Regions from separate parts of the Zea mays genome. Here all the other regions are linked to region 3. Evidence: chromatin contacts called from public ChIA-PET and Hi-C data. All regions are on one chromosome and are shown on one strand. Each heading gives the region's core, a stretch centred on a gene start, on an enhancer-like site or on the middle of the called end of the contact. The rest is flanking DNA. Distances are from core to core; before and after follow the strand shown. Region 1 holds the start of LOC100283354. Region 2 holds the start of LOC100275668. Region 3 holds the start of LOC107546748.

The links. A called contact is a pair of places that touch in the nucleus more often than the background predicts. ChIA-PET counts read pairs in DNA pulled down with a chosen protein or histone mark.
Region 1: an H3K4me3 ChIA-PET map of seedling shows a contact between it and region 3, with 3 times the contacts expected there. The contact joins the promoter of LOC100283354 here to the promoter of LOC107546748 in region 3. A contact is called at or near these places in 10 of 25 Hi-C or Micro-C datasets (bundle sheath, ear, endosperm and 4 more) and 2 of 3 datasets of contacts at active chromatin or transcription factors (leaf and seedling).
Region 2: a Hi-C map of tassel shows a contact between it and region 3, with 4 times the contacts expected there. The contact joins the promoter of LOC100275668 here to the promoter of LOC107546748 in region 3. A contact is called at or near these places in 2 of 25 Hi-C or Micro-C datasets (ear and tassel).

Annotation. Positions count from the first base shown.
Region 1 is chr1:229,769,536-229,773,058 of Zm-B73-REFERENCE-NAM-5.0, reverse strand. It overlaps LOC100283354, which reads left to right and starts at 2,041. Exons shown (of 14, transcript NM_001366962.1): 1 at 2,041-2,392. The coding sequence starts at 2,180.
Region 2 is chr1:230,052,174-230,055,706 of Zm-B73-REFERENCE-NAM-5.0, reverse strand. It overlaps LOC100275668, which reads left to right and starts at 2,214. Exons shown (of 4, transcript NR_153787.1): 1 at 2,214-2,362; 2 at 3,166-3,227.
Region 3 is chr1:229,897,923-229,901,606 of Zm-B73-REFERENCE-NAM-5.0, reverse strand. LOC107546748 reads right to left here and starts at 2,251. Exons shown (of 1, transcript NM_001322423.1): 1 at 1,443-2,251. The coding sequence starts at 1,931. The coding sequence ends at 1,542.

The sequences.
Region 1 (3,523 bases), core at 792-3,291, 130 kb after region 3:
GGCCTGCGCGCACGTACGCGGCTTGGCAGCGCCCGGGCCCGGCTCGATCGCCTCGCCCCGGCCCGGCGCCTTTTCAAAATTTTGACCGCAAGCGTTTAGCGCCGTGCTGATGATGCCTGATGCTCCGCCTCGCTGTTTCGAGTGCGCCGCGCAAAATGCCTGATATCCCCATCCGTGACTTTGTTGGAAGCGTTGGCGTTTCTTCTTCTTTTTCTTCGTTATTACTTCCTGTCCTAGAGCCCATCAAACTGATAGTACAAAGTGAAGACCGACGAAATCCTATAGCCCATGACGGCCTGATGCCATAAAATGCGGCCCCATTAATCTCACTCAATCAATGAATGTCTCCTGGCTCTCCGCACTACAAGGGAAGAGCCAAAGCCCAAGTGAATAGCCTTTCGAATGTGCAGCCCAATATTACTAATGAAATTTGTTTTATAATATGTGCATTTTGTAGGCTGCTGGTCCAAAAGAATTGAAGCCATATATGGTCTGACCGTAAATATCAACATGTTTTGGGGCAAGTCATTTAGCAATAAGGGTGAAACGGTCTATAAGTCAGAAAAAACTTCTCACCGATTTCACCCATATACTTTTTTGTTCGGTCCGAATCGGTAAACGGGAAAGTCGGAAACGGATAACGGCCGATAAATTTCAGTATATCGAAAACGGATAAATCCGAGCAAAATAGCTCGAAATTGATCGGAAAAATGTAACTGTAATTGGAAAATCTCACAATAAACAAATCCTAACCACACAATTGTTCATTCACATCCACATACAAGTCTCATTCACAAAAGTACACAAAACACAATACTGTCCACATATAATTGGTCATACACTCATACATGCCCACTCTTAAATTTTAACACACAACACAAGTCTTAAAACACGATTGTTCATTCACATCCACATATAGGTCTCAACCACACAAATACACAATACATGGTCATGACCACACATAAATGATCATACATGTCCACTAAAGTTTTAATCACATAGTATATAAGTCTTAAACACACGATACATAAACTAGAAATTATGTGGCATGTCGTCTGGATCACTTGTTTTGTGGATCTAAAAAATACAGTAAAAAACGGGAAATATCGGTTTTTTCTGAGAAATCCGAAAACGGACGGTAATTATGTCTCACTGTTTAACGTACCGTTTTCGTAACAATATATCTCGTTTCCGACCCGTTTTCCGTATATCCTGAAAAATCTGAAAACGGTGGAAAAAATCGGTAAACGTACCAAAAATTTACCGAATTTTACCGACCATTTACATCCTTATTTAGCGATATAGTTCCTGTTACTTTAGCAGATTGTGAAGATGGAGTGTATGGATTTTTTTGGGAGTTGTTGGAGTAGTAGTAATTTTTTAGGATGTAAAGTGTTAGGAATATCTCAATATCTATGTATTGTGAGAAATATTTTTAGAAGTTGTTAGAGATGTTCTTCTATCTCACCTCGGTCCAAACAAGTACTAAGACATCATTTATTAAAGTTTCTAAATATATAATAAATTGCAAAAAAATATTACGGGAATAATTCATTCCTGCGTTACTCCGCGCACAGCGCGCTGTGCAGGAAATCGCGGCAAAAATGATGGAAGATTGGGGAGTCAACGCTTTCCACCAAAATATATGTTTGCTTATTTTAAATATACATATACTAATATTTGGAAAATAAAAAGTGTAATTATGTTTATATAAATATCTCATTTAATCAATATCTATCTATATTATATATAAAAATCGCATTTGACTAATATAATAATATATATCATAAATATTTGTTTTGTATACATTATGTAGTTAGATAAACTCAGAATAATATAACTTGATACTATACTAAAAATTATATTGTTTTCTGAATAGGGAGCACAAAATTGACTCAAAATAAAAGGAAAGAAAAGAACGAAGTAGGTGTACACTTGCACTCGCAAAACAAAAAAGAAACCCGCACCTCTCTTGGACTTGGAAAAGGAAAAAAAAAAGAACCGCGCACGCTTCTTCTTCCCTCCCCCACAAAGGGAAGAAAAAAAATTTCCGTGTACGGTTTCGCCCGGCGCCGCCTTTGGCAGTTGCTTTGCTTGCTCTTGCCCTGTTGAGCTCCAAAGGATCTCCATTTCACCACTCCCATCGATCCCACTACCGGTCCGCATCAAGCAGCCGGCGATGGGGTCCGCGTCCGCCCGCATCGCCACCGCCGCCGTGCACCTCGTCACCGCGGCCGCCATCCTCCTCATGCTCGCGCGAGGCGGCGAGGCCGTCAGTCTCTGGCTCCCGCCGCCGACCGCCGGAGGAGGGGGCTTCCTCGGCGGCGCGGACCGTTACCTGACTCGGGAGGAGCACTGGATGAACCAAACCCTGGATCACTTCAACCCGACGGTATCTACTGTAATAAATCGACGTGTTTCTCTCCGGATTTATGTCGACTTGAGGCTCGTTCTGCCGTTCGTTGGAACTGCTTGGGTCCCCTGCCTGTGACTCTAGGTAGTAGAGCACGTACAAGCTGTGGTACGAGAACGTTCCGAATTAATGAACCTAGAGATTTGCTGTTGGCACGTCACGGTGTACAGGCATTACTCTATTTATTTTCTCTGTAAATAGAAGATGCCAAAAACCTTCCTAGTTTTCGTGAATCTTGCCTGGATGACTTCTTTTTCAACAGAACTGGCAGGTGCTCTGCCTTTTCATCCAGTACAAAGCAAAGTCTGAATATTTACAGGGTAATGAAAACAGCAAATAATGAAAAAACTGGGAAACTAGTGAAGTACTACGGATTATCCTCGTGTGCTAGGCCTTTCATCTGTACATCATTAACGATGCCTTGCAGAAGTTATTGCTGTGGTGTGCACCTATTATCAAAGATTCGCCAGCATCTCTCCTTCCACAAATTCCAAGCACTGTAGGTTATTGGACTTGCTCGCTGCACCTCATCCCCTTGCCCCTGCGTTTTGGTAAAATCTGCATCCACCACTCCCTGATGTTTATCGTGTTAGTTGACAGACCTTGCTCATTATGTGAAAGTCCCACCTGCCGCCATAGCCTTTTGGCATAGCTGCATTTAGCTATCATGTGCAGATGAGTTTCTTGTCTGCAGTCACATAATTTGCAAACTGGGTCTGTCTGTCCTTCCCTTTTGATTTTTTTAGAAAATGGAAGAGACTTCCCGCAATGCGTCTTCACACACAATGTTTACATTATTACCTAGTTTCAACGACATTGTTGAAGATAAGTCAGCGAAACAAGAAATACAAAAATTATGCACGACAGTTTATTATTAAATTTTCATCCATAGGAACAAACAACTCCAATGCAGTGGTCTCTAGTTTTATGCTTGTTAACCCAAAAGACTCCTTTGTTTCATTATCACGCTGCAGCAGTGCCCCGAACTGCAACCAATATGTCCCCCCCTAAAAGTAGCCTGCATTAAAGAAGTCTATTTGTAATTTTCAAAAATTAGATCATTAATAAATCTCAAAATTGCCAAACATAAGGCAGCTAGCCCAACCAGAA
Region 2 (3,533 bases), core at 965-3,464, 150 kb before region 3:
CTTTCCCTCTCTCAAACGGTCACTTAGACTGAGTGAGCTTTTCTCCTCAATCAATTAGGACACTTAGTCCCCACAAGGATCACCACACAATTGGTGTCTCTTGCTTTGATTACAAATGTCTTGGGAACAAGAAATGGGGAAGAAGAAAAGCGATCCAAGCGCAAGAGCCCAAAGAACACGGGCAAAACTCTCTCTTCTAGTCACTAATTGCTTTGAGTGGAATTGGGACTTGGAGAGGCTTTGATTCAATCTAATTGTGTCTTGTATTGAATGCACTAGCTCTTGTATTGAATGTGTTGGCTGAAAAACTTGGATACCTTGAAGTGTGGTGGTTGGGGGGTATTTATAGCCCCAACCACCAAACTGGCCGTTGGGGAGGCTGTCTGTCGACGGGCGCACCGGACAGTCCGGTGCGCCACCGGACACTGTCCGGTGCGCCAGCCACGTCACCCAACCGTTAGAGTTCGACCGTTGGAGCTCTGACATGTGGGGCCACCGGATAGTCCGGTGGTGCACCGGACAGTCCCTGTTCACTGTCCGGTGCGCCTTCTGCGCCTGCTCTGACTCAGCGCGCGCTGTCCGCGCACTGTTCATGCACTATTCACTTTTGCAGACGACCGTTGGCGCTGTTAGCCGTTGCTCCACATGGCACACCGGACAGTCCGGTGCCACACCGGACAGTCCGGTGAATTATAGCGGAGTGGCATTTCTAGAAACCCGAAGCTGAGCAGTTGGAGTTGATTCACCCTGGTGCACCGGACACTGTCCTGTGGTGCACTGGACAGTCCGGTGCGCCAGACCAGGGCAGCCTTCGGTTGGTTTTGCTCCTTTTTATTTGAACCCTTTCTTAGACTTTTTATTGGTTTGTGTTGAACCTTTGGCACCTGTAGAACTTATAATCTAGAGCAAACTAGTTAGTCCAATTATTTGTGTTGGGCAATTCAACCACCAAAATTATTTAGGAAAAGGTGTAACCCTATTTCCCTTTCAGTTTGCAACAACCGAACCTCGGTAAAACAAATCACTGTGTCACTCGTTTTTTTTCTTGGTTGATTTGTTTTCGCCCTCTCTTTCGGACTCGGTTTTATTTCTAACGCTAACCCTGTCTTGTAGTTGTGCTTAAAGTTTGTAAATTTCAGTTTCCGTTTATCCAACCCCCTCTATGCGACTTTTAGACGTCGTCAATATCTCCTCTCGCGTTGTCGTCGACCCTTCCCCTCTAATGAATCGTAACGTTACCGCGAGTTATATATATCAGTAAAGGTAAGTTATAAAGTACGGGTAATGTAGTAACCGTGCTACAACCATTGTGGCCTTGTGGGTTAAAGTGCTCTACTGATTCTGACTAGTGGGGTTCCTCCTGGATCTTGCTATGGTGGCATCAACGTGTGTATTTGCTGATAAAAAACGTGTCTATTTGTCATGTGGTTGCCACGAAATAACGGAGCAAACTAATCGTAGTAGTAGTTTAGCTTCACCAAAACTCCCGGAGAACAATGACACAACACAAGCCGATGTCTATATATTATCTACATCCGTCCTAAAATAAATATACATCTTATTTTACAAGAAGTCAATCTTTTTAACATCTAATCCAATGTATATAATATATATAACATATAATAAATATCATCAGATTAAATCTAAAATATACTTTTATAATATTAATATTATTTTACATGTTTTTAGTTAAAATTAAAATAATTTAAAGCGTGACGTGCAATTATTTTATGACTGACGAAATATTCCCTATGTTCCAAAATTAGTTAACTCCCCTGTCTTAAAATTGTTCAAGTTATATGTTCGAATTTTATCAAAACATATATGTTATTCTCACTTTTCGATATAATTTTCTATTTCCTAATATAGATTTTTTCTCATCATATATTTATTGCTATTTCTTTAAAAAATCTCCTTTTTTCTGTGCAGTATATGTTTTCTATTTTTTTATTTAAATTGCCGTACGAGAAGTCAAGTATAGAAATATAGAATGGATAAACCATCAATCGGAGACAGGACCCACTGATCGAGCCGTGAGCCAAGCCAATCGGAGCCGCCGCTGGTGCACGGAGCCAGGGGGGCACTGCGCGTGTTGCCACTTGCCACTGAGCTTCGTGTCGACATCTCAAGCTGCTCGACCCATGTGTGGGCATCTCGGTCATTTCGCGAAGGCCGCGCATCCTATAAATGAGACCCCTTCCTCCTCCCCTGCCGTTGTTGTTGGCTTCGTGGTCCGTGTTTAACGGGCGTAGAGAGAGAAAGAGAACAGAGCGAGAGAGGGGGAGGACGAAGCCCTCCGCGTCGTCTCCTGCTGTTCCATCCCACATCTATTCTGCCTCGGCTTGCACCTTCGACCTCGCTGGTAAGTTCCATCGCTTTTAATCGACATAGGCCTTTTAGTCGCGAATATTTTGGGTCCGAGCAACGAAGATGCTCCGTCTTGAATTTGGTTTAGCTAGATGTTGTTAATCTTATCGTTCGGTCATGTTTTATCGTGGATTTGGACGTTGAAATGCCGCTATATGAAGAATTAATTTGATTTTATTGCGGATGATAGGGGTGATTGTCGGTTAGAGGGGTTTTACCGTTCAGATCTAGTAAAATTGCACTGGTGAAAGGAGGAGAGGAGTGGGGCAGTTAGGTTTCTGGGTCCACGTTTGTTTAATTATGGTGAGGGTGGTTTCTGGTTCACCTACCCGGTTGAAAGGGATGCGTGCTGACTTGGGAAGGTCCTCCAGTTTTTGTTTGTATCTGCGAGATTCTATATATATCTACTTGGCTAATTTTAAAATCGTTCAAGGTTCAATGCCAGCTGTTCTATCTGCAACTTAGATTTAGGTTTGGTACCATGAATTTTTTATAGATTTGGGCAAACTGCATGAAATCCAGTGGATTATGTCATTATTATAGTGTTAGGCGTGAGTGAACTTTTTCAGATTTATGACGTTGGCAGTTGGGTAAAAATTGGCGCGAAATCATTGTGCTATAATTTGTTTTGTATTATGCTAGATTACACACTGTCGGTTAATCTGTTCTTATCACAATGCAGTTGTCAATGCACAGTGGTCTACCTTTCTTACGCATATTACTTAGATGAGTCTGCTCAGCAGTAGCATAATAGTTCACAGACAGGACTCTGAAGCAAATTTTTGTTTTGAGTTGCAGAAAGTTCTGACCTCAAACTGAAAGGGGCCTGTGAAGCGTTTCCTTGCGGCAGTGCAATGGAGGTATTTGGCAAATCTGTGATTGCTGAGCCCAGCAATGTGATTTTCTTGTCCGCAATCCTTAACACAGAAGGATCAAACCCTAGTCACAAGTGTGACAAGAGGTGCCAGAACGAGAACATTTTTGGGAACATGTACCGTTGCAAACTGACTGGAACCACTCACATCTGTGACAAAAACTGTAACCAGAGAATCCTCTATGACAACCATAACTCGCTCTGCCGAGTGAGTGGGCAGTTTTTTCCGCTCTCTCCATTGGAGCAGCAAGCAGTGAGGGGTATCCGCAGGAAGCACGAAGTGGACAGCAAT
Region 3 (3,684 bases), core at 1,002-3,501:
CTATCAGATGGTTGCAATATCTCCTTCTTCACGTCATAAACAGATGCCACGTAGTAGCACGGAATGAATGACGACCCACAACGACGACCTCAAGTACTACTAAACAGGTGTACTCGATCGCCATAAAATACCACGCTTGGGTTTAATTGGGGTTCTCTTGGGTAGGTGAGGATCAGATTCAGTGTCCTTTTCTCTGTCCGAGAAATGGATTTCGGATCCAATTTAATTAAAATTCCAGAGCCCAGAAGAGAGGAGGGGCCGTTGATTTGAAACCGACACATCGAATACTTACTCACACGCACGCATGTGCTTGCCGTCCATGGCGGATTAGTGGGAAAAGGCCTGTCAGGTTGTGTGCGCTCATTGCGTGCTGGCGGCGCTTTAGCTCGCGGCGAGATTTCCGGAAACCTTCTCCGAACACCCAGGTGGTCACTGGCCTGGCCTTGGACTTTCGACTCCGCCACGCCAGCTGCTGCGCGCATTGCGGCTGATTCAATTCAAGACGACGGAGCCGCTGGTAGGTTGGTTCGTTTGGTTGGCAGGTACTAGTTCGTGCTTGGTTAGAGGAAGCAAGGGGAAGGAACAGCTAGCTGTGATTTTGTTGATTCAGCAACTGCGATTAGACAGAGAAGAAACAATTATCTCGTGACTGTTTCCAAGTGATATATTTACGTACTGTTAAAAAAAAGCTAGCTCGACACGGACATATCACATATATAAGAATGTTACTAGTACATGCTGCTACGGATATTACAATGGAATATGCTCGGAAAGGTGGACAACAACCGAGCTGTCCTTGCACGACGAATTTTCCATCAACGTAAACTACTTACAGTCTATTGGAGTAGTAATTATTATTATGTGTGGACCCTGCTGGCGCGTGTTAACTGCTCACGAATTTGCTCTGGTGAAATGGCACGTCGCTCGGAAAGCTTGACGGGAAAGCGAGTCTCGGCTGGCTATAGTGCTAGTCTAGCTCATCGAATCAGATGCGCTGCTGGTGTTGGTGTTGACGCGTTTGTGAAGCATAATAATCGTTGCATATATTGCAAAAAAATAATACTCCCTCAATTCCAATTTATAATTCTCGTTTGAATGTGGTTTCGGATTTTTTTTTGAAAAAAAAATAAATAAGATGAGTCGGTTAAATATAGAGAAAAAAAGTCAAACAAATTATAATTTGAAACCGAAGGAGTAATAGTTTACAAGAATAGAGCTAGCACAAGTACTTCTGCAGAGCATGGTATTAGCAGAGTAAGTGTTGACGTATAAGGAAATGAAAAGAAAATAGAGAAAAGCTACATCATCATCCTCTCTAGATCTTTACACTTGATATCCACGATCATCACAAATTTTTCGCCATCGTCAACAGCTAGATGCATCGTCCTCCCACCCTGGCCCATGTCTCTCTCGCCACAGAGCTTCAAGCAGAAACGGGAGAGATCCGGAGAGGGAGGACGAGCCACACCAAAGGCTGGTTAATCAAGTAGTAAAACAAGCAGCAGCGACCGCCTCGACGGACGGACGGACGGACCGTGTCGTCAGGCGCGGAAGCAGCCAACGAAGCGCGGCAGGTGGAGGTGGTGCTGGTGCTGGTGCTGCGCGGCGGCGGCGGCGGCGCCGTCGAGGTCGACGAGGTGGTGGGCGCAGGCGCCGTGGAGGTCCCGGCCGATGAGGCGCTCGAGCTGGACGAAGCGGTCGACGCGGCAGGGGATGGCGAGGGCGCCCTGGTGCCGGAAGCCGTACTCGCGCTCGGCCTCCTCCAGCAGCGCGCCGAAGAGCGGGTGCTTGAGGTGGCCCAGCGGCACCGCGAACCGGCGCTGCTCCTCCCCCTCCAGGCCCACGCGCACCGTCACGCACCCCTTGGGCGCTGCTGCCGCCGCCGCCGCCGTTGCCGTTGCCGTCATGTGCTGCTGGTGCTTTCCGGGCATGACGGTCGCCAGATCGGTGGAGCTCTCGATCGGTGTCGCTTGCTTGGTTGGTCGCTGCTCGGTTGCAAGAAGAACAAGGGGAAGGGACGGACTCGAGGGGCTGGTGGTTAGAGGCAGGAAGAGAAGGGCCACGGGTCGGAGCTGGAGATGGCGAGGCGGAAGACGGTGAGGGGGGAGTCGCGTAGGGAGGTGGGCACGTTGGACATGGCCGCCTACTCCTCCACTAGTATGTCTCTTCGCAACAACGACGACGAAGACGATTCGGGTCTGCCTTGCCTTGTGTGGACTGGAGTCAGTCGGTTTGCTGTTTGTGAGGAGAGCTAGCTGCGGTGCCGAGCAAGGGAGGTTGGGACTTGGGAGGCTTTTATAGCCCCCCGCGCACGCCGCCAGGTGGGGTTGGTGTTCGGTTCCCAGTTCCCACCGCCGGGTCCCGTCCCGTGCGTGTTTGTGTCGTCCCGGGGGCGACGCAACGCTACTGGAAGGTGCCATATGCGTGTGCGCGGCGTGCGCCTGGCCGCCTGCGCGTTGTGTTTCTTCCCTTTCTTTAGGGATAAGCAACCAGTCCAAAGGGTGCGAGCGCGCTGGGTTCAGATAGCGCCGGTCAGGCTTATCATTTTTTTGTAGAACTTGGATGGGACGTTTTGGAGTTGGCTGGAACGCGTGGGGATGTTTGGAGTCATTTTCAAGTTCGCGCTTGTTCAGCTATTGCTGCTCGCCCTGTTCAGCTCCCTCTAGAGCCTCCGCTACACGAACACGACGACGATCAAGTTCGGCACGACGAGAGCACCATGCATGATTTTTACACCGTTGCCTCGCGTGAAGGTCGGTCGAACATGGATGCGTATGCGTGCCTGCTGGCGTACACGTTTGTCCTTGTCCATGCCTATATTTTACTACTATTCTTCCTCTTGATGTTTACGTACTATTTACTCCTACGTCTGTCTAGCTGACCAGAGACTCTCCCTCCCGACAAACTGGTTCGACTGTTGTCCAGCAGACAAAGACACAAAGTTATTGCCGTCTTCTCTGGAAAACAGATGGCATTTTTCCCCCTCTAGTTCAGCTAGCTAGTTGATTAGTTTCTCTCCATTTTTTTTTCTTATATTTGGGCAACTATATGAACATAATTTGTAACCGTAGTTTCGATGTGGTATTCAGAATGACGACATGCAATCCACCAGTGAGAAAAGAAAGTGGCCTCAGCTTAATTATTGCATGGTTACCGGACTCGGTCCTGCCTGCTTGGATGCCCACGCGCTAAACTTTAGCACCCCTTGTGCTATTGTGTGCTAAAGTTGAGCACTTCATATCTAATATAATATATTTTATCACCTCTTACTCTTAGGGGGTGTTTGGTTCTGTGGACTAAAGTTTAGCCCGGATCACATCAAGCGTTTGACTTTCAAGTAGGAGTATGAAATATAGACCCAACCAACTGTACTAGATTCGTCTCACTTTTTAATCTTCGGCTGAGAAATTAGTTTTATAATCCGACTACATTTAATACCCCGAACGGAGGTTCAAACATTCGATGTGATAGTGGCTAAATTTTAGCAGGGGCAAACCAAACACCCCCTTAGTATCCGTCGTGTTTGCGCTTGTTTGAAAAAAAAATCCTATCAGTACATCATATTTTTTTTGTGTCGTCGTTCATGATAGTAAAATTCTAATAGACCTGACGATTGGTAGTGTGTTTTGTCGATGGCACGCCGACAAGCAGATTGATAGTCCAACAATAGAAGTTATCTACCGA